2 separate regions of the Rattus norvegicus genome follow, and region 2 is linked to region 1. The links are chromatin contacts, called in public Hi-C maps. All regions are on one chromosome and are shown on one strand. The core of a region is the stretch at or near the end of the contact, and the rest is flanking DNA. Distances in the headings are between cores, read along the strand shown.

Region 1 (3,844 bases), core at 197-2,696:
CAAATACTGAATTCCACAGTTGTGTTACTATTGATTTAGCTTCATTATGAAGATTATTAGGGGTCGTTACAAAGGCAGTGGGAAATAGATTGAGCAAAATCAATGTCTTCAGAACACATTTACTGAGAGACTACTATGCTTAGGTACACTGCATATATTATATTATATTATATTATATTATATTATATTATATTATATTATATTATATTATATTACTATATTATATTATATTATATTTATGCAGAGGCCTAATGCCAGTTTTAAAATTAAATCAATTCATCTATCCATCTGTTTGTCTACCTATCTATCTATCTATCTATCTATCTATCTATCTATCTATCTATCTATCTATCCATTCATCCATCCATCCATCCATCCATCTATTCATCCATCCATCCACCTACCCACCCACCTACCTACCTACCTACCTACCTACCTACCTACCTACCTACCTACCTATCTATCTACACACACACAAGTGTGTATAACTGGCAGAATAAGATCATGAGGTAATGCTACAGATGTTTCAGTTGTGATTTTTTAAATTCTATTCGTATGTCAGTTCTATGTCTCTATCTCTCTCTCCCTTCTGTTCCCTCTCACCTTCTTTCCATTCCTCCTTTAACACCTGTCTCTTCACTTCCTCTCTCTCTGTCCTTTCCCCTCTCTTCCCCTTCTCTACTTTCATCTGTCTCATCCATCTTTCTTCTTTCTCCAAATTTTTAATATCTATGCTTTCATATGGCTGAAGATAAGTAAATAAACTTTAAAAGTGGGAAATGTTCCTCCAGCTGTTTCTTGAGTGTTTCCACCTATATCTCTCGGTGCCTCTGGACTGCGTCTGTACAAGGGGACGGCAGGGGCCACTCCTAGAAATAGCTCGGTTTTCCATGGCTTTGGCTGAGCATTTGTAACTGTGGCGCACCTTGAGGTCAGAGGGTCTCTGTCTTCTCTCTTTGGTCCATCCCTCTTCTCTTCCGAGGGTTGTTTAGCAATGCTGATGTCAAAATTGAAAATGATTAAGTTCCTTGGGCTTTTTCTTTAACCTTCTATGGTTCTTTGTCCTGACTCCCTTTCTTGTCTATTGAAATTAACTGAGTTAAAATGTAATTAATTTAGACACATTTAAGAAACTGAAAAACAGCCCTGGATGTGTGCACACTGATCCAATGTGAATACTCCAGTGTCCATGTTAAATGTCTTTGAATTTGTAAAATCTTCGCTCAATGCAATAATTTGAGAAGGAAGTGCCTGAAGGTGAATTACGTTTTCTGTCCTCATGTGGTGTCTGAGGTTCAAGGTCATTCTTTTCTTTGCTTTTACAAAATTCCCTTTGCCTGGCTGTGCTATTTGCAGACAATTTCCAGTGTTTTCATTGCTGTATCCTGCTTGCTTGTTCATGTGATTGCTTTGTTCTGCCATGACTGACTGTCCTCATTCATTCTTCTCAGAAGACATTTATGAATTGATCCTGTGTGCTGAGGGGCCACAGGGTAGCTGTCCTGCTTGGACCTGAGCCTTATTTGGCTGTTCACCCCCATCTGCCTAAAATGTTATCTATTCATTTGCTAATTGTTTGCTATGTCTACTATGAGGACCACTGACAAAGACCCGCTGAAATGGTGAACGGATATCTTCAGGAACATCTTCACACTCCCTGGCCTCTTTAAGTCTGTGGCTGTCACAGATATGCCAGCCATGGGATAAGTGACTCAGCTCTAGTTTTTCAATGTGTAGGTTTCTTCTTTGGTTGTGTATCCTACTCAAAATCAGGGAGGTAAAACAAGCCCAAATGTCTTAGCCTCCTATGAAGTCACACACCGATCAGCTACAGCAACCAGGTCCTAACTACCATTGCTAAAATGTTCTGCTGGAACAAAAATCTCAGCTTCCCATGCTGTTTAAGGATAAAGGGACCGGTGAGCTAATCCCCACCAAGCTGAATGAAGGGCCTTCTAATCATGTAAAAATAAGTTTAAAGAATGACCGTTCTTTAGAAGGGGACAGCATTTCACAGGTCGTAAAGAAAGAAGCCGACTTCTCTGTCCTGGGAATGCATACACTTGTGCAGATACAGAAGAGCTTGGGAGAAGCTTCATTCATTAAACTTCCTGTCATGTAAAATGAAGACCTGAGTATGAATCTCCGGCATCCATGTACAAACTGAGAGACAGGGAGTTTCCTGGAGCTCTTTGGCTAGACAACTTAAGTCAATGTGAACTCAAAACTGAGGAAAGAAATGGAGGAATGCATTCTATGCTGAGTGTGGCCTGTACATGCAAACGCTGCCCACATGTATATGCACACATTGGTATTAGCATGTATAATACACACACACACACACACACACACACACACACACACACACACACACACACACTCCTACCTTGAAGGTCTTATTAGGTCCTCAAGGAGTTCAGTCTACAGTGGCTCCCATAGAACCTAAGGTTGGACACAGTTTTAGTGAGATGATTTCTTTCAAGACTGGAAGTACAAACTATTCAGATGCAATGCAAATGGTCTAAGTCTAAGGGAAAAGTCCAGCCTAACTTCAGTGATCAAAGGAAGTTCACGAGATGAGTGTATTCTGCATTTCTGGAATATGAATCTGCTTCCTCAATAAAATGGCTGACAAAAGATAGGGTAAGGCAGATGGGGAAGGAGGCCATAGATACTTTAAGGCATTTTTTCTTGTGACACATGTCAGGAAGGGGTGATCTCCTCTGTCACTAAGAATTATCTATATTCCCTGTGCTACAGATTTTCCTACCTATGACTATGGTTAGATTTGAGAAACAGGTTAGGGACAAATGAATTAAGTAAATATTTTTATGACGTATGAAAGTGAATTTTATGGAAACAAAAGAAAATGAAGATGTCCTGCTTGGTGGAGGCTTGTTTCCAAACATAGCAAAGGCCCCACTGTGACCATTGCTTACATTTTTCAACATTGATTTTCTACCATGTAAACAGTTACTTTGACATTACCCATGGCATTTCCTCCTGGTAACAACGATATACTGTCTTTGAAACATTTCCTGAAATTTCCCAGGTTTTTTCTTTCTGTAGGTCTCATTGTCTCTGTACATTCTTTCCAGGAGATTGTGCATCATGGGTCCACCATGCTTCCTGTCTCCCTGTGCAATCCAGGGACACTGGGAATCAGGAACCTGTGAAATAGCGTTGAATCTCAGAGAAGACTCGCCCGCATTAGTCTCCCCTCAGTAAGTCTTAACTCACTTGCAAGTGGGAAGCATTAAGGCCTGTACTAATCGGCTCTCATTGAATTGCTCCCCAAGGCAAACTTGTGAAGGAGGAGTTGGTCTTTAGAGCTTGTATAAACTCCTTTGCTCTCTTTCCTTCTCTTCTCTATTAGGGATATTTACTGCCTGCTTCTTCCCAAAGGTCTGGTGCATCAGCTTCCTGTAGCTGGAAGTGGATCCAGACCTCCTCTCATGGCTGTTTCGAGCCACGTAATCCACCCAAATTCCTTACTTGCCTCTGCCTCTGTTCAGTTCCAGTTCCCAATATTTCTATGGAGACTAAACAACAATATCTGTCAAGTGATTTACAGTGGATCTCACTAATCAATGGTTTCCCTTTCAGTGGTTTCTGTTACATGACTCAACTGTTATCCAAAAATGTTGTATCCATATCATAGAGAAAGAAACTGTCACTGTCTTATAGAATGTTATTCTATTGTTATTAATTTATTGTCTCTTACTTATAAATTAAATTAAAATTTACCATACACACATATCTATATCTATATCTGTATCTATCTCTATCTCTATCTCTATCTCTATCTCTATCTCTATCTCTATCTCTATCTCTCTCTCTCTCT
Region 2 (3,895 bases), core at 892-3,391, 560 kb before region 1:
CAGGTGAACTCAAGCTACTTAAACTCATTAATTTGAAAGGAGGCATTTGAAGGATTACACATTTAATTTAAGTAAATGGTTTGATAGACTGACGCACATGAATGCTTCTAGGAGGTGTTCTGTTTCAACATCCAGTAATTAAAAAAAAAAAAAAAAAACCACACACACACACACACCCCAATACCTCTAGAGAAAGAAATGCTTTAAAATATTTCCTTCTATTTAACTCTCCATTCTGAACCTTTGTAGGGTGATAAGTATTAAATCCATTTCTGGCTTCATAGAGCTGGTAAATCATCCGCTGGGATATTTTATTCAAAGTTTAGCCCTGATGTGGTTGACATTATCTGTGGCTGTTGCTGCAGTTTGGAGCTGGGTATGAGTGTGTTTGCCTCCCGTGGTATCAGAGCGAGGTGAGGTTTGTCGACTCTGATATCGCAACCTGTACCCACTCTTCGGGCATCTTCAGTCAGCCAGGAAGCACGGGGGCGAGAGGACTCTTTCTGTTTAAATTAATGTGGCTGCAGTAATTCCCCTAAGTGTTCTTTTAGAAGTCAATGTTGGGAAAAACCAGCAGGAGCTTGGGTGTAATGCTTTCTGGTTCTCTTCCCAAGCAATGCCGTGAGCTTTGACAGTGTCGTAATTAAGTGGAGACCAAAAAAAAAAAAAAAAAAAAAAGTGTGCTAAGAAAGGATGGTGGTTTGAAGTGGAAAAATTGACCGTGTGGTTAAGATTTGGTGAATGGTGCAGCCTCACCTCTTCAAGTGTCTTCAAAGGGAAAAGAGCCTATCTTCACTTCTGATTACCACTAATTAACAGGAGATGGGTCCACTTGGATTCCCATGGTACAAGTTTAGGCAAGTGGCTTTCTGAGAATGAAGTCCATTCTTTCCTTATTCTTGGGGGGGAAGGGGGGCAAATAATAAATGTTCTCTTGGTGTTTTCGTGGGGTCTAGTAGAGCGTGTTCACTCAGCCCTAGCCCTTAGGTAATCTTGGAGTCTTGCTTCCTTTTGCCCCTGAACTTGTGGACTGGAATTAGCCTTGTTCTAAAACTGGATGCCATTCTGAGAAACTTGTCTGCCCGGGAGAGACAAATTCTAGATCAGTGCCAAATAGATCATGGATCACACTGTGATCAGAGGGGCCGGCCAAGCCCAGCTTCCTATCCAGCCCCATAGATACCTGAAGTCATGCTGTTCTCTCTGCCACTTAAGGGAACCAAACCCTGGGAAGATGAAGAATGTGTTGGCAGTCTTTTCTTCCCACATATCTCAGACGCCCCCAAACCCACTTGTTGGGGAGCCTTCGGTTCTTTAGAGCTTGAGGATTGAGTGATCCCTTTGCCGGTCCTCAGGTGAAGATGACCCCTTTGCTTAGCTGGGGCCACCCTGCAGTTATATTAAGGGGCGTTTACACTGTCTGACTTTGAGGGGTTTTGTTTTGTTGCGGTTTTTTTTTTAAACAACCAAAATCTGGCTAAAAAGCTGAGGGGAAGGAGAGGGTGGTGTTTTCCCCCATTTCCAGCCCCCATTCCCTCCCCCTCTCCGTGGCCAAGTGTCGATTGGGCAGAGCTGGGCTTCTGCCTCCTCTCCTCCAAGATCTCAGATAAAGCTGAGGCCTTGCTGCAGCGAATCTGCACAATTAAAAGCTTTAATTAGTGGCTCCTCCATTTTCTTAGTTCTGATGGGCTTTATCTAATGAGATCTGGTCTCTGGCTTAGATCTACTCCGAATGACGTGTCCGCAATGAATGAGAGCTTCGTCGCAAACAAAACATTTAATTAACAAAATTGGCCTCTAAGAGAGGGAGGGAAAGGCTGGAAGCAGGGTGTAGAGAGGAGGGGGAGGGTGGATCTTAAAGGGACCCACGTCTGCCTGACCCCTCCACCTCCCAGAAGTCGGGGAACAACCTTACAGCCGCCCCCTCCCTTCCGCGACTCCCGACCCCTCAGCTCCACCCAAGAGCCAACGAGTAGTAGCTTTTGCAAACTCCGGTTCTTTTCTCCAACACGCTTTTCTTTACCCCTACTTCGGGCTGACTGGCGCGGAAAGTGCGGCCAGAGGAGGAAGTTCGGACGCCGTCGGGTGGGGCTCCGGTCGGAGCTGGAAAGTGGGTGGGTGGCGGGCCATATCCACTGTGCAGGGCCGCGAGGGGGCGAGCGCAGGGCAGGAGCCGGCGCGGTGGCGCTGGTGTCCGCGGCTCCGCTCCGGCGGTTCACGTGGCGTCCGCAGGCAGCCGCAGTGAGCTGAGCTGAGCTCCGGGCCCCGGCAAGGGGTTTGAGGGTGGCCGGAGGTGGAGGGTGTGGTGTGTTTGGGGAGGGGATTCGCGTTAGGCAAGGAGAAGCCGCCAGGCAGAGAGTTCATTTCCCTGGTAATCAACAGCAAGCTGCTATATTCAGAGAATGCTGTCCCTTTAATTGAACAGGCTAGGTAATTAAATGGCACTTTTCCAATAGGACGTGCTAGGTAAATCTAATAGTTGGTTATTTAATATCACTTTGAAGTCTGCCCACTCAAGCACAATGACAGCACAGGAGCATGTGAACTATTAGCTAGGAAAAAAAAAAACCCAGGATCTCAAAAATTAATTAAATCGCATGCAATTTAGGGGGAACGTTTATCTTGATTTGTCATAACAGAATTAATTCAAGGCCTCCAATTCACTTGGGGGCAGATCTGTTACTCTGAATTAACCAAGCGTAATTTGGCTGATTTTTTTTTCCCTCCCTCCCCTCTCTAATGCAGTGGTTGCGATTATGCACAGCCCCCCCCCCCTTAGGTATAAATAGCTTCTGGTGCTTTTAAGGTGCTTGGGCTCTAGTTATTCTGAAGTACCTTTAATGGACTTGGCTCCGGGCATAATTTCTGGGTTGCATTTCTTTGTTACATTTAATATAGCTGGTGCAGAATTTAGATTAAATATAGGATCCTGCTGGAAAACCAATTGCTTCTAGATCAGTAGCCGTGGATGTACATTTTTCTCCTCAGATAGGTTGCTGATATTTACTTGCAGGTACAAATGTGTACCTTTCAGGCACACTCTGGGAAATGTAACTCTCTAGTGCCGGAAAGCAGTTCAGAAAACACAGCCAGGTAGCGCTCCATAGAGCATGTATTTTGCTTGAAGTAATAATGCAGTTGAAAATAAGCCCACCTATTGGCCATCGAAGTTACCGGAAGACGCTAAGCATTAATGTTAAACTCAAAAAAAAAAAAAATACAGTTTGTTTCTCCATCCTTTTTCATGGCAGCAAGGAGATTTGGAGCTGAGCCCTGCAGACAAGGCTCGCCACTACCTCGCAGCCATCAGATAGGAAGAAGCGAGACACCTTAGAAGCGGGATTTCTCCCCATCTTTTCCCTTTCCCCCTGTAAAGGACCTCTTGATGTTTGTGATTGATTGCACTGCCCAAATGCTGAAATATTAACGACCTTCTTGGACCGAGGACCCAAAGAAAGGAAACTGAAACCAATTCTGTCATCACAATTAAAGACTCCCCTGGCTTTAATTAGCCTGACCTGGGGTATATCTCCCGGTTGCTTGAGTTAAAGAGAAAAGAGCCCATTATAGTTCAGTCTGAGACCGATAGCTACTTAATTGAGCACCTAAAGCCTCGAGCCTTTTAAATCAAACACTGTCCTGGACAGTCCCCCTGGTTAGATAATTAACTCTGCAACGCACGAGGAAAAAAAAAAGGACAACTTTTCAGGGGGAAAAAAAAAGGATAGAATTCTAATGGTCGTCTTCATCTGATAAGAGATTAGAATGTGTATAAGACCCATGAGTTCTGCTGTCTCTGAAGCAGCTTCAAAGCTGTTGACTCGGAAGGATAGGGACTCCATTAATACACTGTTGGGTAGCAAGCCGTCGGCCAGGGGGTAGGTCTTGGTCATTT

Evidence for each region. A called contact is a pair of places that touch in the nucleus more often than the background predicts.
Region 2: a Hi-C map of Schwann cells shows a contact between it and region 1, with 2.9 times the contacts expected there. The contact joins two enhancer-like sites.

What each region holds. Positions count from the first base shown.
Region 1 is chr2:235,375,008-235,378,851 of GRCr8, reverse strand. No RefSeq gene overlaps it. Among named protein-coding and RNA genes, the nearest start is that of Lmo4, 560 kb to the left of the region's middle. Within about 2 kb of position 1,446, at least 1 of the 93 cell types and tissues checked has an H3K27ac peak or open chromatin away from gene starts, as enhancers often do. A contact at or near this core is called in Schwann cells, where this site is marked.
Region 2 is chr2:235,933,112-235,937,006 of GRCr8, reverse strand. All of the region lies in intron 2 of Lmo4 (LIM domain only 4), which reads left to right. Among named protein-coding and RNA genes, the nearest start is that of Lmo4, 6.2 kb to the left of the region's middle. Within about 2 kb of position 2,141, at least 11 of the 93 cell types and tissues checked have an H3K27ac peak or open chromatin away from gene starts, as enhancers often do. A contact at or near this core is called in Schwann cells, where this site is marked.